3 separate regions of the Mus musculus genome follow, and regions 1 and 2 are each linked to region 3. The links are chromatin contacts, called in public ChIA-PET and promoter capture Hi-C maps. All regions are on one chromosome and are shown on one strand. Each heading gives the region's core, a stretch centred on a gene start, on an enhancer-like site or on the middle of the called end of the contact. The rest is flanking DNA. Distances are from core to core; before and after follow the strand shown. Region 1 has its middle 20 kb from the start of 9330175E14Rik. Region 2 holds the start of 9330175E14Rik (RIKEN cDNA 9330175E14 gene). Region 3 holds the start of Ccdc102a (coiled-coil domain containing 102A).

The links. ChIA-PET counts read pairs in DNA pulled down with a chosen protein or histone mark. Capture Hi-C pulls out chosen DNA fragments and counts their contacts.
Region 1: an RNA polymerase II ChIA-PET map of memory CD8 T cells shows a contact between it and region 3, with 35 read pairs. The contact joins the enhancer-like site here to the promoter of Ccdc102a in region 3. A contact is called at or near these places in 4 of 39 promoter capture datasets (the C10 cell line, embryonic stem cells, pre-B cells and 1 more) and 1 of 115 datasets of contacts at active chromatin or transcription factors (memory CD8 T cells).
Region 2: a promoter capture Hi-C map of adipose tissue shows a contact between it and region 3. The contact joins the promoter of 9330175E14Rik here to the promoter of Ccdc102a in region 3. A contact is called at or near these places in 4 of 39 promoter capture datasets (the C10 cell line, embryonic stem cells, pre-B cells and 1 more), 1 of 115 datasets of contacts at active chromatin or transcription factors (memory CD8 T cells) and 2 of 9 other capture datasets (adipose tissue and liver).

What each region holds. Positions count from the first base shown.
Region 1 is chr8:94,412,880-94,416,705 of GRCm38.p6, forward strand. No RefSeq gene overlaps it. Among named protein-coding and RNA genes, the nearest start is that of 9330175E14Rik, 20 kb to the right of the region's middle. Within about 2 kb of position 2,557, at least 35 of the 459 cell types and tissues checked have an H3K27ac peak or open chromatin away from gene starts, as enhancers often do. A contact at or near this core is called in memory CD8 T cells, where this site is marked.
Region 2 is chr8:94,432,445-94,436,511 of GRCm38.p6, forward strand. 9330175E14Rik (RIKEN cDNA 9330175E14 gene) reads right to left here and starts at 2,659. Exons shown (of 3, transcript NR_015514.2): 1 at 2,392-2,659; 2 at 1,783-2,032; 3 at 683-1,702. It also overlaps a transcript of Nlrc5 not described here.
Region 3 is chr8:94,916,407-94,920,243 of GRCm38.p6, forward strand. Ccdc102a (coiled-coil domain containing 102A) reads right to left here and starts at 1,692. Exons shown (of 9, transcript NM_001033533.3): 1 at 1,576-1,692.

The DNA of each region.
Region 1 (3,826 bases), core at 1,307-3,806, 500 kb before region 3:
TTCTTACTTATCTCTTTAACTTGCAGTGCTAAGGATCGAACCCAGATCCTTATGCATGCCCACTGAGTTCCATGCTTAGCCAGAGTGTTTTATTCTAATATCGGTGATTTTTACTTCTAACGTTATTTAACTCATCTTCAAATCTCTCATCTCTGCCCCTTTGGTGTTATCACCTCATTATTTAGTTGCTTTTAAATCTTATCTTGAACCTTTCCTTGGGTCATTCTCAAGTCATTGGCTGCTTACCCTCTTGACTGGTTGTTTCCGGCTCGCCACCGCCGGTGGTGGCCTCCCTGTGTGCCCATCATTCTTCTAAGGTCTTCTTTAGTGGAATTTGGATCTTCTGTGCATAGACTCTGCTCCCTAGATGAGCTAAATTTTCTAAGAAGAGGGTTTTGCGTTTATTTGTGGCAGGGACAGTAAGACGTTCAGTGGCTGGGTGTGTTTTTTATGTTAAACATTCAGCCGGGGAAACTCTGACCTATGTCAAACTCAGTTATAAATATATCCTTCAATCCTGGGGTTCAGAGATTGCTCCTTGCTCATTTTAACGTTTGTGTTGCTGCTGTTGTTGCTGCTGCTGTTCGGAGATTGGGGCTTCACCCTATGACTTCTGTTAGCGCAGATTCTATCCATAGCCCAGGCTGCTCACCAAGCTGTGATCTCGCTTCAGCTGGGATTGTAAGTGTACACCATCATACTTGGGTCTTTCATCTATACACACCCCCAAACACACACACACACACCACCCCAAACCTCCTTGTGGTTTCCTTTAGCGAGGGTAGTTTTCGGTCTTCTTTCCACGAACAGAAAATGTCTTACTTTCAGCTGTATATCTCACTGGTTTCTGAGAACATCAAAACTCTTTTGCACCTCGGTGCCACATCCTCTCCAGGGTCACAGAGGCTTGCTGCATACAGTTTCACCTCTCAGCTGCTCTCCAGAACCTAACACTGTGTATTTCTTCATTTCTAAAGCACTCATTGGCTGAGCGGTGCAGTTGAGAGGCTACTGATCCAGTCCTGCAGCTGACCTGCCACCTACATTCCTTCTGTGGCCCCGCTCACAGGGTGGCTCACTCTGTTCTCTCCACCCAAAGTCTTCCCCCAGCCTCTTCCCCATCTGATTCTTTTCCATCTACAGGGTAGGTCTCCCCCAACTCCCAGTCTGTGTCAGATTCCCCGCCTAAGACTCTGGTGCTCTAGCCTGGTCTCTCTCTCCTTTCACATAGTCTTTGGTTACAATTGTGCGTTTTTGTTTGGGGATTCCCTAATAGATGTTGAGTTTTGCTGCCAGACACCATGTGTGCTGGGCTTTCTGCTGAATCCAGCTTCTGGTCATAGTTGAAGTTAGTAATGTCCCCACAAATATCATTAGAAGCAACAGCTGGCTGTCAAAATCTGTCTCTGAGCTGGGTGTGGTGGTGCACGCCTTTAATACAACACTTAGGAGATAGAGGCAGGCGGATTTCTGAGTTCGAGGCCAGCCTGGTCTACAAAGTGACAGGACAGCCAGAACTATACAGAGAAACCCTGTCTCCAAAAAACCAAATAAATAAATAATTAATTAATAAAAAAAAAAAACCAAAATCTGTCTGTCTCTGTCTCTCTCATGTGCCTGTGCACTGTCTCTATCTCTCCCTCCCTTCCCTCCCTCCCCTTCCCCTCCTTCTCCCCCTCCCCCCCTCTCTCATGTGCCTGTGTACTGTCTCTCTCTGCTTCTCTGTCCCTCTCCCTCCCCTCCCCCTCCTCCCTCTCCCATGTGCCTGTGCATGTGTGCATGCATGTACATGTGCATGCATTTGTTTCTGTAGCCCTGGCTGTCCTGGAACTCGATCTGTAGACCAGAATAGCCTTGAATGCAGAGATCTGCCTACCTCTACCTCCAGAGATTAAAGGATGTAAAGGCTGTGCAACATCATGCACGGCTAAAAAAAAAGAAAAAAAAATCCCTCTATTCATTACACCTCTGCTGGGTCACCATAGAGCAGGACCAGTTCTTGACTCTGCATGTGGGAGATCTCATTTATTCTCACTGTTGTCACCCCCATTTCACAGGCCGGGAAAGTGATGCCCACAAAGCTAAGTGAATGTGTCCCTTCCATACCCCTGGAGGTGAGCAGAAAAGCAACTGTTTTTGCTGTCCCCCATACAGATGACAAAACTGAAGTCTTGAGGGGTCAAGGCTCTTAACTTCTTTTTACTTTTTTGGTGTCTATTTATTTTATGCATATAAATGTTTTTGCTTGCATGTTTGTATGTGCAACGTATGTATGCCTGGTGCCCATGGAGTTCAGATCCCTTGACACGGGAATTGCAGACTACTGTGAACCACCATGTGGATGCTAGCAATCAAGCCAGGGTCCTCTGGAAGAGCAGCCTGTACTCTTAACTGCTGAGCCATCTCTTCAGCCCAAGTCCTAACTTCTTGCTGTGTCACTGTTAAGTTAGTGTAGGGTTACAGCCCAGAGCCTGAGCTACTCCAAACTGCTTCTTGCTCACACAGGACTGCAGTCAGCCTGATCCCCTCTGATGGCTGCTGTCCCGGTCACATGACTCCTGTCTCTCAGCATCTGTTCAGTGACTTCCTTACCAGCCCAGGCTGGGTCACTGTCTACTGCCTGAGGAGGCCTACAATCTCCTGCCAGAACAAGGGTGTTGTGGTCAGTTCTCCTGGACTGATGGAATTTCTCTTCCCACAGACGGATGGGCAAAATCACCTTTGAAGAGGTGAGATGGGTGCAAGGCTTTGGGGTACCAGCGGCTGTCGGGGTCTACCTGTTCTTTTCATTCCCTCTGCTGGGGTTCACTGTTTCCTATCCGTGGCTCCTGATCATCAAACTCGTGGGATGTGAGCCAGGAGAAGGCCCACAGGATGCCTCAGCCTTGCTAATGTCCCTCTAAGTGGAACACTGAGACAGGTCCCTTACACTGTCTAAGACCATCTGCCTCTGTCCACATCTACCATAGATCTCCAGTTCCCCCACATTGTAGGTTTTAGGAAAGAAGCATAGAGTGAATATGTGCTGGGCTTGTCATGAGAATCCCATGTAAGGTCTGGGGTGGCACTTAGGATCAAGCACACACTGACATCGCCTGTGTCAGTAGCCACATGAAGCAAGACCATCCTAGGTACCAAACTCCCTCTGAGTGGCTGGGTTTCATCCACTTAGAAACAGGAGCTTGGAAGCTAGTATAGTTGTAAACAAGAAACCGAGGGTCAGTCTGGTCTCCAGTGTTCTTCAAGGTCTCCTTAATAGTTTTTAATACGCTAAACTCTAAAGATAGGAGGCATGATGGCTATGCCTGTAATCTCAGTGTTAGGAGGCCAAGCAGGAGGATTGTGAGCTAAGAGAAAAGTAACCCTGAGCTACACAGTGGAGTCCTGACTGAAAAAAAAATTCCCCCAAATCAAAACAATACCCGCACCCTCCCACACACCCCCACAAAATCCTAAAGGCAAAAGTAATGAAAACCTGTCCCTCCCAGCACTCAGGAGGCAGAGGAAGGCGTATTTCTGAGTTCGAGGCCAGCCTGGTCTACAAAGTGAGTTCCAGGACAGCCAGGGCTATCCATAGAAACCCTGTCTCGAAAAAACAAACAAACAAACCAAGACCTGGGGCCACACCCACACCTCTCTATGAAGTCTAGAATGGGATTCCTTTGGGGGAATCCCATTTCTTAAAAACAACAACAAACCAACTCCTTATTTTTACATTTTATCGATGATGATGATGGTGGTGGTGGTGGTGATGATGATGATGGTGATGGTGGTGGTGATGGTGGTGGTGGTGATGGTGATTGGGTTTTTTAGAGATAGGGTTTCT
Region 2 (4,067 bases), core at 1,409-3,908, 480 kb before region 3:
CTACACTGGAAAGTCTCCACCCAGCATGGACGATGGCTTGATGGCTTCCCCAGAGCTGTATAGGTGGAGCCTTCCCCTCTAGTTCTCCCCAGCCTATATACTCTTGCCCTGTCTAGAGGCCTCATGCAATTAGGGCAGAATTGCACACAAGTGACTGGGAGGAGTGGCCAGAAACTCAGGAGAGGGTCTAATGTCCTAGTCTCATGAAGATGGCAGCATCTGAGCTCATAGGATACCTTCATAACACAGACCGAACACAGGGTAACTCTGGGGAAATGGTTCTCTCAGAACCCTTATTGGCAGGCCTGTTTCCACAACAGGCATGGAACTGGGTTTCCGATCCGGTGTTTCTCATTGCCATTATTGTGTGACCTTGACATCTCTGGATGAGACATCTAATGAGATGTTAACCTCTGCCTGGATCCTTCATGGGGCTGTGTGGGTTTAAGTACATCTAAATATGGCCCGTGCTTGTCTTTCTGGGTGGTGGCTACTTGTCTGTGTCCACTGAAAGCCCTCTGTCAGCAGGGAAGGATGTAGGTCCAGCAACACATAATGGTTGGGAGAATATGGGGTGAGCCTTACTGTTGGGCTGTAACTCTTCTCACACTAACAGATGACAGCCCACCATGTACCACAGGCTGGGACTCCACCATGTGACAATAGGAAACGGAGGCTGGCTAAAAACAAGGCATCTATTTGTAAGAGGCGAGCCAGGTAAGGTTGGGAAAGCTAAGAGTCACACATAAGTAATCAGTCAAAATAATAATGACTCCCCCCCACACACACTCTTGCCTGTCAAGAACTTTCTAGATTTCCGGCTCGGTCCCGGGAGGGAGGAGGTTAGAAGGTCACAGGAATTTGAGATCCAAAGAAGGGGACTAACGTAGAAGGATTTCTTAAGAGTTTTGGGCACACAGCACATCTGCTCTAACTTCTTCTGAAGGAATTGGAAGGTGCTCCTTCTCTGGTCCTCAGGACAGATGACAGAACTGAAACTCAGAGTCAAGACTTTTGTCTAGGGCAGTGTTTCTCAATCTGGGGGACCCAACCTCTGCCAAGTCAAATGATTTCATTATGATTCGTAACAGTAGCAAAATTACAGCTATGAAGTAGCAACGAGAATAATGTTATGGTTGGGGGTCAGCACAGCGTGAGGCTGCAGTATTAAAGGGTCCCAGCATTAGGAAGGCTGAGAACCACTGGCCTAAGGTGATGTAGCCAGCACTTAAGAGGAGGACTTGAGCCTGAGGTTTGGGGGTCATGGGTGTGCTGATGACCCTGCCCTACAGTGCTAATGCACTGTCTCCCCATTCCTCCCCCAGAGCATTCTGGGAAAGTTGCTTCACTGTGGGATGTCACAGAAACCATCCTCAGGAGGAGCCTGGCCTCCTGTTCTGGGACAAAGACAAGAGGCAGGGCAGGTTGTAGAACTTGGAACAGAGACAGGAACTTTCCAGGGCTGACGCTGGCCCTGTAGTCCTTTTCTTACCGCCCACCTCTTTCCATCCCTTATCCCTGCACCAAGCTTTCTTCTGTAGCCTAGGCAACCCTTGCACCCAGGGACCAGCAGAGACACACCTGGAGGCCGCGCTTGTCCAGGTCAGGTCTCAGGTGATGAGCCGCTGTCGCCACTGGACCCTGGACCCAACTCCACGAAGTTTTGCTCAGTGGCTCCTCCTGCCTTCATCCTACATCGTCTCTGGGAAGTGTAGAAAGAAGGGTTGTGCGGGTCCTGCTGCGCTCTGGCCCCACCCACTTCCTGGCAGATGCCCACCTTACCCAGTCTCAGTAGTCAGAGAGGCATGTCCCGCTGCGATCTCCAAGCCGCGGCGGGTTCCGGGCACGCTACTCGCGCGCCCTGGGGCTGGCACTTTGAATCCACGTGATTTCTCGGCAGCGGCAGTAGAGTCTATGAACTAGCGAACAGCGCCCGCTCAGTGGCCACTTTCAGTTTCCACAGAGCGCGGTGGAGAGGGAGCTGAACTGGTGAGTTACCTGCCCAAGCCGGGGCGCGGAGGGAGATCTGTGCCTAGAGAGAGGAGGGGGTGTCAGGGGCTAGGTGGATAGACAAACGGACTGAGGGGCCCGGGTGGGTTGGGGTACTGGTGGCTTAGCAAAATGCAGTCGGACACTGTAATTTGGGGACCACAGAAATTGGAGGGAGTGGCTCAGTTTGGGAAAAAACTTTGTATGTCTGTGCGCCCCCTCTCCTGGTGCCTGCCACACTTGTCATCCCCCACCCCCAACCATACTTTCTTCTTGTTTTTTTTTTTTTCTTTTCAATGCCTTTGCTTTAATAATAATCCAGAAGCCGCCCTGTTTGCTACATATAATTCTGAATTTTCAGCCAAAACAACAAAACAAACAAACAAACAAACAAAACCCCACCTTTTATTAGACAGATAGAATTTGGCTGAACCGTAGCAACTTGCTGTTCTATAGAGGAAAGCTGCGTTCTCTAAGAGTTGCCAACCTCAGGTCGGTGGCTTCTGGCTACCAACATTGTGTTGGAACAAATACTAGATATTAAGGAATGTACAAAAAGACAGGGATCTTTAAAAACAAAAACAAAAACAAAACAGAATATTGTGTTTTAAAAGAGAACGATGTTTCTTGAATGTCCATCACCTGTATTTCTAATGATCATTGAAACTTTCCAGTCACAAGGGTAAGCCTGGGCAGCCTTTTGTCCCTGGCCTACCACAATGCCACGTGGGGTTTAAACCATTTTTTTTCCACTCAGAAAAGCTGAGCTGGGAGCTCTGGGAGGTTCCTGGAGAATTCTGGGTCTTCAGTACTATTGGTATATATTGTCAGGATTCTTCTGAAAAGGGCGGGAGGGGCTTCATACAGAAAAGGTATTTTGAAAATTGACCTTCATGATTGGGGGAAAAGGCTAGAAAATGACCAAAGGTGGGTGTAGCTGAGCCATACCTGCAGCTTTCTCTTCCTGAATCGCTTTCTTGCAAAGAAAGGAAACCCGGAAACCTGCCAGGTTCCCTCTGGGATGTAGCTCAGAGACAGGGCAGACCCTGGTTTGAGTCCCCGGCGCCACAAAAATAAGGCACCAGGCCTGAGCTCCCACCAGAGAACAGAGTGGGCGGGAGTGACTGGAAGTTCATAAGGCCCCTCATGGTGTACTGTCCACAGACCAGCACCAGCAATTATGCCTTGCCTGCCCTGCCTCCAGGACCAGCGCCCATCTGTCTTGGAATAGGACCTCTGGGTGCTCTCAATACTGTGCATCATGACCATGAGTTACGATTTCAGATCTTGGAAGGTTGGTTCCCCATCTATAGTACAGACATTATGTTCAAAATTTATCTCCTGAATCGAGTGAGACGAAATAGAAACAATGCCTCGGCCACAAGTGTGAGGAGCCTGGGGTCCTGATGGGACAAATGCCGAAGCTAAGGGAACGCCTTAGTGCCTTAGTCTGCTTAGTCCGGTCTGCCCAGAAAGCACAGGTTGGCCTGATCTCAGAAGCTAAGTATGCTTAGGCCTAGTAAGCACTTGGTTGGGAAAGTCTGCCTAGACCTGTTCCCGGACCAGCCCGAGGATAGCAGTACCTGGTCAATGTCTATGTGCTCTCTCTCTCTCTCTCTCTCTCTCTCTCTCTCTCTCTCTCTCTCTCTCTCTCTCTCTTTCTCTCTTCCCTCTAGAAAGAGTTCAACAAAACTCTGTAGATTCTCTTCTCCCATATTTTGTGCTGTGTGTTGGGTAAAGAAGACATCCCCACTGCCTCTGAACGTGACCTTATTTGGACACAGGGTGACTGCAGACACTTAAGATGAGGTTGTAGGGTGGGCCCAGTAAGACTTCTGCCCACTAATAGAGGCGATCAGCATATCCACATAGATACCTCAGGAAGGCGGCCATCTTGGGGAGGCAGAGACTGCAACTACAAGCTGAAAGACAAAAATCCCAGCAACCAAAGTGTCCCAATCGGAAAGAGGAAGGCCCCTTTACTAGCATCCTCAGAGGATGCAGACTGCAGAGAATAAAAAAATAAAAAGCCATTTCTGCCAGCGCTTGATGGAACTTTTGTTTTTTTAACCACATCT
Region 3 (3,837 bases), core at 442-2,941:
TCAGAAGTTGGTTTTCAGCCAGGCGCTAATACAGGTAGGTGTCTAAGCCCATCTGTGGCCAAGGTCAGAGTCCGGTGTCTGAGCTCTTGCCAGAGGAACTCTCTGATGGGGAGAGGGAGGAGATATTCAACATTGTATTCTGCCCTCGAGGTTCGGTTGGTTTTCTCAGAAGCCACTGCAAGGAATGAGAAACACTAAGCCCTGGATGGGGACCAGCTGAGGGAATGGGGAACCCAAGACCTCCACAGCTCAGAATTCTCCCGTATCTTCTTAGAATCTTTCAGGTGGACTCTGGGGTAAGCCCAGGGCCACAGGCCTAGCTGTGGGTAGGGATTAGAGCCCAGCAGGAAACCACAAGGGGACTGCCTGATTGGATAAGTGCAGGGCCCAAGGCTGGTCAGCCCGCAGACTGTGGGCTGTCTGTCCCTCTGACCATGGATACTGAGAGAGCCCAGCTTACAGCTGCTGGACCTCCAGGAAAGAAACGGAGGGGTGGGGAAGGGAGGAGAGCAGGGTTTCTATGCTAGAACAGAGCTTGTGGCTGGGTCATGCGTGACTACCTGAAGAGCACCATGCCCCTGGAAGCGCTTACTAGGGAGATCTTCAGATACTAGGCCCGCCAAACAAACATGACTTGGAAGAGTGGAAGCTTTCACCTACTCCAGCCCCAGGACTCTTAGCAACTCTTGGCATCGCACATTCGTATAGAACAGACATTAACCCTAGCGTTGCTATTACACACCGTGTGGTATGTGCAGGTTCCTGGCCTTTCTGAGCATCAGTTTTCCTATGTATTGAGAGGCACCAACAAGATTTCTAATTCCTCCAGCAGGTGGGTAAGACTCTGCCAATAAGAACTCATCGTACTCCTACAACAGCTCAGTAATCCGGGCCGAATAAGGGACATTCACTTACGCAAACTGAAGTCCCGGGATGAGGAAGAGTGCTACCCCTCGGCACAACCAGGGCAGTGGGCTGCTGAAGCCCTTCCCTTCTCTTAGCATCAAGCCCTTGCCCCACTTGCCCGCATTCCTTCCCGAAATTAAGTTTTCAGCTTTCCAGGGCCCAGTCCCTACTTGGTAGCCCCTTCGCGGGCCACCAGCCCCGCTCCCCCTAGCGGCTGGAGGGGGTGCGGGGGTCCGGTCCTGCAAGACGCGGTCCCGCCCACCCCACCGCTTGGTTTCCATTGGTAGCGCAACGGGTCTGGGCGTAAAGCCGTGCTCCGATTGGCCAGTGCCACCCGTCCGTCCGGCACTCGCCATGGTGACCACGTTGGGTCCCCCGGGAGAGTTCCACATTCCGCCCCCGCCTGCCATCCCCCCCCCTCCTGGCCCTGCCGGCATTCCACGGGCGCCCCCTCCCCCACTGTCCCGCCACGGGACCCGGCTTCCACGGGGATGGAGACGGGCCGGGGGACTCTAAGTGGGACTAAAAAGTTGGACTCAAGTTTGGGGTGCGGCGGGCGCCGCCCCGGCTCCTGTCCCTCGCTGCAAAGTTCTTCCCTCGCGTGAGCGGCTCCGAGACCGCAGCGAGTACCCTGTCGCGATGACCTCCCGCCCCGCCGTCCCCACTCACCTCGGGCCGGGGCTGGGATTCCGGACGTCCGAACTGCTGCTCTGGGTGGAGCGGGCGCGGGGCTGGCTGCGGCGGCCGTCGGGAGGCCGGGGGAGGGCCGCCAAGTCTCCTCCTCCTGCCAGGGGAGGGGAAGGGGAGCGGGCGGGGGCCCCTCGTGGGGCGCGGTTTGCTGCGGGTTGGGGCCAGGCAGCCGGACCCCCCTGGCCCGCCCAAGCATGGGGTCGCCCAGGCAGGATCCGCGTCCTCGGCTTTCCCGCCAACCACGGTCTAGGTGATCCAGGACAGGAGTGGGCACCATGACCCACGAGGAGCTTCACTTTGGTTAACTGCATTACTTCCAGTGCTAGCGCTGACACCGACTGGACTTGGGCCAGAGTCCATGTCCTCACTGGGCCTCGGTTTCCCTTTTTTGTACAAAGCGACTTCAGGCCTATAAAGGAGAGTGATGGGACCTACTCCCACTGTGGAGATTTTCCCTCTGGTGTGCGATGGTGCTTGGCAGAACCCTCTGACCTTCTTGTACACACCCATTAGGCTCAGGCTCTCTCTCTCTCTCTCTCTCTCTCTCTCTCTCTCTCTCTCTCTCTCTCTTTGGGATAGGGTGTCTGTAGTCTTGTCAGGGAAGAAGAAGGTCAAGATGGTATCTCCCCTTCACATCCTGCTTCGAGGTTGGTCTGTCTTGCCGACAGGACCAAAAGTCACAAAAACGCGTGGGCAGCTAAGCTGGGTTAGGTTATTGTCCAGAAAAGATAAAGATTATGAAGATAAACGAATCACATACTTCTTGGTTAAGAGTGTTTTAATTCTAATCATGGTCACGAGCATAGTGGTTTGTGAAGAGTGAATCACATACTGAATGTTGAAGGTTTTTTTCCCCCCTTACGGAGTTGAGCTATTATTGGTTTGCTGTAAGAGATTGTTTTGTTTTACCAAAATACCGGGGCTAGCTGGATATGGTGGTGCACCCCTTTAATCCCAACACTTGGGGCCTCTAATCCCAGCATTAGGGAGGCAGAGACAGAGGCAGGCAGATGTCTGCCTCACAGGAGTTTGAGGCCAGTCTGGTCTATCTACATAGTGAATTCCAGGAGAACCAGAGCTAGTAGAAAACCCCTGATTTACAAAAATAAATAAACCAAACAAACAAACAAACTAGGGCTTCTTCAAAAACAAGGATCCTTTGACCTTCCCCCCTTTAAGGGGATCCTGTGTGTATTTGGTGGCCTCCAAGGTCAGAAGAGGGGCTCAGATCCCTTGAGACTAAAGTTACTGATAGCTATGAGCTACCATGTAGGTGCTGGGAACTAAACTGGGGCCCTTTGAAATAGCATTAAGTACTCTTAACCACTGAGCCACTTCTTCAGATCTCCCCCCCACCCCCAGCCCCCCACTGAGTATTCTGAGAACTCAGTACATCTTTTTGATGTCATACACTTCCCCCACATCCTTCTCTGTGGTCTTCAGCTGTCTTCTCTGCCCCACCCCCACCAACTTTGTGAAGTCCCACAGATTTTGCAAGTTTTATAGTTTCACTTGCCCCTTCATGTGCTGGGCAGGTAGTGAGTGGTGCTTGCTTGGCAGCTGTTATAATCAGCAGAAGACCAGTTTGGGTGGGAATGCTTGCACTTTGGTTAGCATCTACAGATCACTAGCCTGCAGACCCTCCATTGGCTGTCCTCTACATCATGTACAGGGGGAATGTGTGAGATACACATATTGAGAACTCATGACAAGACAAAAAGAAAAAACAGACTTCCTTCTAGACCTGGGGAAATGAAAGTTTAGATTGGCTTTTGACTCGAATGGGATCTCACAGCAGTGAGATGTCCCAGGGAGAAGGGATGTCCTGGCAGTGACAGCTCTGAACCAAGATCTCAGAGCTCTTTCTCTAGTGTTGGGAGCTGGTAAAGGGTGGGAAAGTGATGGAGGTCCGGCTTATGGTATAGTTAGCCTTTGACTGGACTTCATTGCAACTGAGCCCTCTCTCTTTGGAGAGGAAGTAGTGTGTGTGTGTGTGTGTGTGTGTGTGTGTGTGTGTGTGTGTGTTTTGCATAGGGTGGATGAGATGAGGGGAGCCACTCACTCTTGGAACTCAGTACATGCTGGCCATATAGGCTAGATGGCTCTCTTAAGTTACCTAGCTGTGCAGCTACTCTGTACTGGCCGTCATTACCACCATGTCATGATGAGCCCAGGGAATATCAGAAACCCATTGGTTGGCTTAAATTCACTCTGGGAAGTGGCAGAGCCTGTATCTCCCAA